2 separate regions of the Oncorhynchus mykiss genome follow, and region 1 is linked to region 2. Evidence: chromatin contacts called from public Hi-C data. All regions are on one chromosome and are shown on one strand. Each heading gives the region's core, a stretch centred on a gene start, on an enhancer-like site or on the middle of the called end of the contact. The rest is flanking DNA. Distances are from core to core; before and after follow the strand shown. Region 1 holds the start of LOC110507327 (high mobility group protein B1). Region 2 holds the start of zgc:162872 (BAR_ACAPs and ArfGap_ACAP domain-containing protein).

Region 1 (3,660 bases), core at 2-2,501, 610 kb before region 2:
ATATAGCCATAATCATATACCAGAAACATGTCACGTCACATTCATTCACTGTTGTGTAATGCTACCTTCCATCGCTCTGAGCATTTCTTGGAGAACTCAGCGAAGTTGACACTGGCTTCGGGGTGTTTCTTCTTGTGCTCCGCCCTGCAGGTCTGCACGAAGTAAGCATATGACGACATCTTGCCTCTCGGTTTCCTAGGATCTTTCCCCATGGTGACTTGTGTAGGTCTAGGAGAGATACAGTAGATACAGTTTCAAAAACATAAAGCCAAATTTGTCACCCTGAGCTTTGGCCATATTAAATGTGTGTCCCTCCCTAGCTGCCCATAACAAATAATGGGGGCTGGGGGTACACGACCTTTCTTGCAAATAAACATTTGTAATCACTAATAATGCTAACTAAATGCAAAACATATTTTTCTACTGTTTGCAACTAATTAACGGTGCGATTGTGCAAAGGGTTGTTGTGCTGTCGCTAGCTACAACGGCAGTTCGCTATCTTCGAATCCAGCCCCCTCAACACAACACTCAGCATATAGTTAGTTACTAGCTAGCCATCATGGATCCATCCCATTGTTGTGTCGTAGGTAACGAACCGTAGCCTTGCAGTGTGCTAGCGAACCGTTATAGCTAACTAACTAACGTGTTAGTGTTGCTAAAAACTCAATCGAGACTGAAAATCTGACTCGTATCACATGGTACAAAACAACGTTTACAGCCAAGAAAATCGAGATGCTCTCTGTTAACGTTACCTAACGTCAGCGCAGCAGCCAAGCTTGCTTGTTAGCCACGGCTAGCCAGCTAGCTATAGCAAAAATAACTAACGTTAGGTAGCTCTCTAGATGTACTCAAATATAGCTCGATAGATGTCTGGCTTCCATGAGTTTGTAAAATCAACTAACGTTAGTGAAATCGTTTTAGGTGGTGCCTGAAAAAGGGTGGTTGTTCGCTGTCTTTGTTAGCCCCCCCATCTACATAGCTAGTTAACAAGCTAATGTTTTATGAATGCTCAGCATAATACACACATTTCAACAAAAATAAATAATTGCCATGTTCTTATTTCCAATAACTCGCTAAATATTTTAGCTAATATTTGTGGTGTTAATACATACCCTAAGTTAGCTAGCCAGCTGCCTCAACAAACAACAATGGGACGGTGATTAATATTCCGCCAGAAGTACAAACAATCCCGTCACTTTCGTATGGTAATATTAAATCCTTCAAAATAAAAGCCCACAATTGAAATGTGGATCTTCTTAGTTCAAATCAAATCAAATTTTATTTGTCACATACACATGGTTAGCAGATGTTAATGCGAGTGTAGCGAAATGCTTGTGCTTCTAGTTCCAACAATGCAGTAATAACCAACAAGTAATCTAGCTAACAATTCCAAAACTACTACCTTATACACACAAGTGTAAGGGGATAAAGAATATGTACATAAAGATACATGAATGAGTGATGGTACAGAGCGGCATAGGCAAGATACAGTAAATGGTATTGAGTACAGTATATACATATGAAATGAGTATGTAAACAAAGTGGCATAGTTAAAGTGGCTAGTGATACATGTATTACATAAAGATGCAGTAGATGATATAGAGTACAGTATATACGTATACATATGAGATGAATATTGTAGGGTATGTAAACATTATATTAGGTAGCATTGTATAAAGTGGCTAGTGATATATTTTACATCATTTCCCATCAATTCCCATTATTAAAGTGGCTGGAGTTGAGTCAGTGTGTTGGCAGCAGCCACTCAATGTTAGTGGTGGCTGTTTAACAGTCTGATGGCCTTGAGATGGAAGCTGTTTTTCAGTCTCTCGGTCCCTGCTTTGATGCACCTGTACTGACCTCGCCTTCTGGATGATGGCGGGGTGAACAGGCAGTGGCTCGGGTGGTTGTTGTCCTTGATGATCTTTATGGCCTTCCTGTGACATCGGGTGGTGTAGGTGTCCTGGAGGGCAGGTAGTTTGCCCCCGGTGATGCGTTGTGCAGACCTCACTACCCTCTGGAGAGGGGCTTTAGTCAGGTGGCCAGGGTTCCGGTCTAGAAGTACGGTTTCGACAGCGCCTACAGTTTTGCTTCGGTACAGCAGTTTAAACGAAGAAGTCAGATTTGAAAATTCCTAATAAAACACTTTTGTCATCACTTTTTGTACAGTAAACATCTATTTAATTATTAAAATAATTTTCTCTGAGGCCGATCCCCCCATCACTCACAGCCAAAGATATTCATATTTTATATTCTTCCAATGTCTGCCATATTTTAGGATGACCTGATGATGACGTCGGACTCGTCACTGCTCATGCTGCTCCCTGTGTGCACTGAGTGCTAGTGTGCATGTGATGTTTGTCCGTATAAACTGTATGCAGATGCTGGTCCATATAAACCGGATGCAACCCAAATATAGACGGTCCTCAATCGGCATATGCGAATGTGAGTAGATTTCCTTGAAAACAACGGCGGTCATCTTGGACGCAGTCTCACGTGCTTATTTACCTCAGTGGTTTTAGGTGCCTCGTACGAACAATCCTGATCTAGTGAAACAGAATGTAAGCTTGCGAGATCAGGATGGTTTGTACGAGATGAGGGTTTTGATGGGGACGACATTCAAAAAGTTGTATTGCTGCCCACTACTGGATTCAAAGTAAAAAAGAAAACCATACTTGATGGGGAAAAACAAAGTTCCTCCTCACAGCTAAAATAGTTGACGAAACAAAACCAAGCAAAACAGACTCCCAAGTCTTCCGTTCTTCAAAGTTCCATATCTCCCGACTCAGGCTCTGGGGCCTGAGAGAGTAGTACGGCTTGTGATAGCCTTCCATGTGACTCATTCGCAGAGAAGTCCTCCAATCTCAGAAACTGCTCCGCCGCATTCAACAATGTTGTCAATTTTTTAAAACTTTTTCTCCACTTATGCAGTGTCGTTGATCACCATAGCCATAAAGAGTACAAAGTCGACCTTTCTAACCTGTAGAATATGCCTATCCACCAACAAAGGCACTACAGCGATTACAATCTTGGGACAAATGCTTTTACACAGTAATTCATACACCCCAACTTCACCACTGTATGGAGGGACTCCACCTCAAAAAACAAAACAACAGAATTTCTCTCTATTAACTACTAATTTCATCTGAAGTGCATCAATCTTCCAACTCGACTTCCCACGAAACGCCAGATATTTTTTCTCTCTGATCCAATATGTAATTAATATACAGTGAATGGAGTGGGTGGAGTTAGGAGTCACCAACACTCTGTATAAAACCAGTTGGTCAGCACAATAGACCAAATTATGTTTTGCAGACTCTATTGCGTAATTCTAATTACATATATTTTTACTTGATTAAAAGTATACTTCGTTAAATATAGCCAATACAATAGCTTCGACATATCAGTATGTGTGTAAACTTTCTAAAGAAATGCTGGTATAAATAATACAATAATACAAATAAAAGTATGTCCACTTATCCATACATTTTTTTCAAAGGTGGTTGCAATGCTGTGAAAAACAGTTGTACTGCACTAGAGTGTAGCATCATCTAAAATAAGGAGGAACGACAACAAGGTTCTAGTTTCAGCATGTTTTACTAGCCTAATCTGTGCATGTTATACGTAGGTACGAATAGCCATAAGGGCCTTCCTACTACA
Region 2 (3,475 bases), core at 734-3,233:
GGGTGAAAATAATAAAAGAGCTGCTGGATGGTAGGGTCAGCGATCAGGCAAACCCTCATATTTATCAGCCGGTTTCTCCCTGTTTGCCGCCTTTGGACTCCAGCATTATGCTGTCTCTTGAATGATTTAAATCTGACAGGTGCAAACGTTATAAAAAGTTACACTAATGACACAGCATAATCGACGCCGCCCATACTCGCACACCCCACGGTAGCTGCTGCTATAGTTAGCCATACCTAGCTAGTTAGTGTAGTTCAGTCCAGTCCTATGACCCTCCATGTTCAAGCGATATTTGAAGAAAAAGTCAACGAAAACATTAAACAACATAACAGCAATGTAAAGGCCTAGTTTACTCGAACGGACATACTGTTAAATAACAAACGATAACATGGCTAAATAGGCTAACAATAGAAAGGGGGGAGCGTTACATTAACGTTAGGTAGCTGTGCCAGTTAATGTTGACTTTTGCCAGGTATTACCAACCAGAATTAATCTTACCTTTGAACCACCTGATCCTCCTGGGGTAGTTGTAAAGGTGGTTGTCCTTGGTTGGCAAAACTTTAAAAGCCGTCTCATGTTTTCAAGGTTCGACACAACTTATTAGTTTGTTGGTGATTATGATTGAAAATGTTTTTCACATGGCTGGCTTCACATGCACCTTATTTGTTATTGGCCAATATTTGCATATTGTTATTTGACGTGTATCTTTTTTGACACATAAAGACCCAAACGGCGTTCCATACACTTAACCAGCATGGCTACTACAGCATTCTGCAGTGATATGCCATCCCATCTGATTTGCATACTATTGTTTGTTTTTCAACAGGACAATGACCCAACACACCTCCAGGCGGTGTAAGGGCTATTTGACCAAGAAGGAGAGTGATGGAGTGCTGCATCAGATGACCTGGCCTCCACACTCACCTGACCTCAACCCAATTGAGATGGTTTGGGATGAGTTGGACCGCAGAGTGAAGGAAAAGCAGCCAAAAGGTGCTCGGCATATGTGGGAACTCCTTTAAGACTTTTGGGAAAGCATTCCAGGTGAAACTAGTTGAGAGAAAGCCAAGAGTGTGCAAAGCTGTCATCAAGGCAAAGGGTGGCTACTTTGAAGAATCTCAAATATAAAATATATTTTGGATTTGTTTAGCACTTTTTTGGTTACTACATGATTCCATATGTGTTATTTCATAGTGTTGATGTCTTCACTATTATTCTACAATGTAGGAAATAGTAAAAATAAAGAAAAACCTTTGAATGAGTACGTGTGTCCAATCTTTTGACTGGTGCTGTAGATTCTATGGATCCTACTGAGTACTCCCAACCCCACTTTTACATCGCCACAAATAAAATAAAAAATGTTATAAGCCAATATGTAATGCATATACAGTGATTTTCATTGTGGCCAATGGAATGGATGTAGTAAAAGGCCAGCAACACTCTGTATTATTATTCATTGCCCCATGAAATGACACTATATATAGATTCTATAGACCCTAATGAGTACTCTCAACCCCACTTTTACATCCGCACAAACAACCGTTTTTTCTATATAAGCCTATATGTAATGCATATACAGTGATTTTCATTGTGGCCAATGCAATGGGTGGAGTAAAAGGCTAGCAACACTCCATATGATTCAGTACCCTATAAAATGACACCATATATAGATTCTACAAACTCTAATGAGTACTTCCAACTCCACTTTGAAACTGTCACAAATAATAGTTTTTTTCATTATAACACCAATATTGTGACATGCCAGTCTAAAATTTGTATTTTTCAACAGTGGTCTGAATTTTTTTAACATATATTTTCCATAAATTCCTTCTTGCTTTTGCTAAGAAGCAAAATAAAAATCGACATGGATTCAAATGTATTATCTTTAGAATGATTTATCCACCTTGCAATGTTTTGAAATAGCGGCTTTTACTTTGAAGGTTTTCTCATTATCATAAGAACGTGACATCATCGTTAGTGCCGCTAGCAGAAAAATAGTCATCATCGGATATTTACAAAAAGCGATTGGCAACATCTTGCATGTATGCGGAGACAGCTGTTTGAGACTAGTATTTATAGTTAGTTATTACAAAGGGACAGATCTAAAATTCTGTTGAGCTGTTACACGCTCATGCAGTCCATAACTTGTTGTAAGCGGGCATTGCCGCTCGTGTTCAGAAAAACGAATTACATTTTTTCACATCCCATCGATCGTCTTTCAAGGAAGGACACCTAGCTGGCTAGCTTTAGGCTATCCTTTACTCGAAGGCTAATGATAGGCATGCCGCTAATGCACTAGCTACTGAACATGTCAATTACATTTTGTTTTATTCTTTATAATTGTAGCAACTGGTTATGTTATTGTCACTGTTAGTGATGCAAGCTGTGACTTTAAATATGTATCATGAATAGCATAGACAGTTTATAAACATAGCTAGCTTAACGGTATTAGCTAGCTTAATGCTATCTAGGTCTCCCCATTGCATTTAATAATTTTGTCAAAGCTATTAGCCAGCTACCGTTCTACTGAAGAGAAATCGCAGCCAAAATGGATTCATTCTTGGACTATGAAGAATGCATCCAGGACTCACCTGCATTTAGGTTGGTAACCTTCACTAGGGCTTGGAGTTTTTCCTGCTCAGGTGTTAAGGAAAAACTCCTTGCTCCTCTACCTGTCACAACACTGGTCTAGATGATTTTAAACAATATAACACTATGACACTATGGTGCATTTCATAGCTCTGATGGTGAGTTTCTGGAGACTGGGGAATAATCTGTTTTTATTGGTTTTGCTCAGGCTTACCCTGGATAAGTGTCAAACTGATGTTGCAGAGCTGCAGAGTCAAGTGGAAAAGGTGCAAAGTTCTTTGTGCTCTGAAAATGTAGCAAGCAGCATGATGATTTTGCTTCTGCAGTGATGTCAATTGTAAGTCATAAATATCTGAGTGTGTATACCTCCTGATGCAGGTGATGAAGCTCTGTGGCAAGATGGTTGAATCAGGGCAAGCATACAACACAGCAAATCAGCATTTCCTCGCCGGACTGGCCGAGTTCTCCACGTATCACAAACGTGACAGCGTCATCGTGGTATGTATGAACAGGGAGAGGGTTAAAATGTAGGAAAGAAGGGCTTGGGGCAATTATAAGGGACACAAATCATTAGGCTAAAATTGGAATTTGGTTCTGTTTTATTATCACAAAATTGATGTCTGTTGGATTCTACTCTTCTGTCCTCATAGAACTGCATGAGTCAGTTCATTCAAGGACTACAGGAGATGATCAACTTTCATACTGTGAGTTGAGTTCCACTTGAGACGGATGATTGTTGTCCACTTGTTATGTGCTTAAGTCAGCGCAGGTTTTACTCTCCTAGTGGTTCTCTCCTGTCTTTAGGTGCTGTTTGACCAGACGCAAAGAGCTATCAATCAGCAGCTGTCAAACCTTCTCACACAGTATGTTGCCTTGCACACACACA

The links. A called contact is a pair of places that touch in the nucleus more often than the background predicts.
Region 1: a contact with region 2 is called in a Hi-C map of liver, with 6 times the contacts expected there. The contact joins the promoter of LOC110507327 here to the promoter of zgc:162872 in region 2. A contact is called at or near these places in 2 of 3 Hi-C or Micro-C datasets (blood and liver).

The regions. Positions count from the first base shown.
Region 1 is chr27:2,493,250-2,496,909 of USDA_OmykA_1.1, reverse strand. LOC110507327 (high mobility group protein B1) reads right to left here and starts at 1,251. Exons shown (of 5, transcript XM_021587247.2): 1 at 1,113-1,251; 2 at 66-228. The coding sequence starts at 212.
Region 2 is chr27:1,888,991-1,892,465 of USDA_OmykA_1.1, reverse strand. It overlaps zgc:162872 (BAR_ACAPs and ArfGap_ACAP domain-containing protein), which reads left to right and starts at 1,983. Exons shown (of 22, transcript XM_021587235.2): 1 at 1,983-2,601; 2 at 2,798-2,855; 3 at 2,968-3,087; 4 at 3,240-3,293; 5 at 3,394-3,452. The coding sequence starts at 2,549. It overlaps LOC118944727 (a long non-coding RNA gene), which reads right to left and starts at 12. Exons shown (of 3, transcript XR_005040018.1): 1 at 1-12.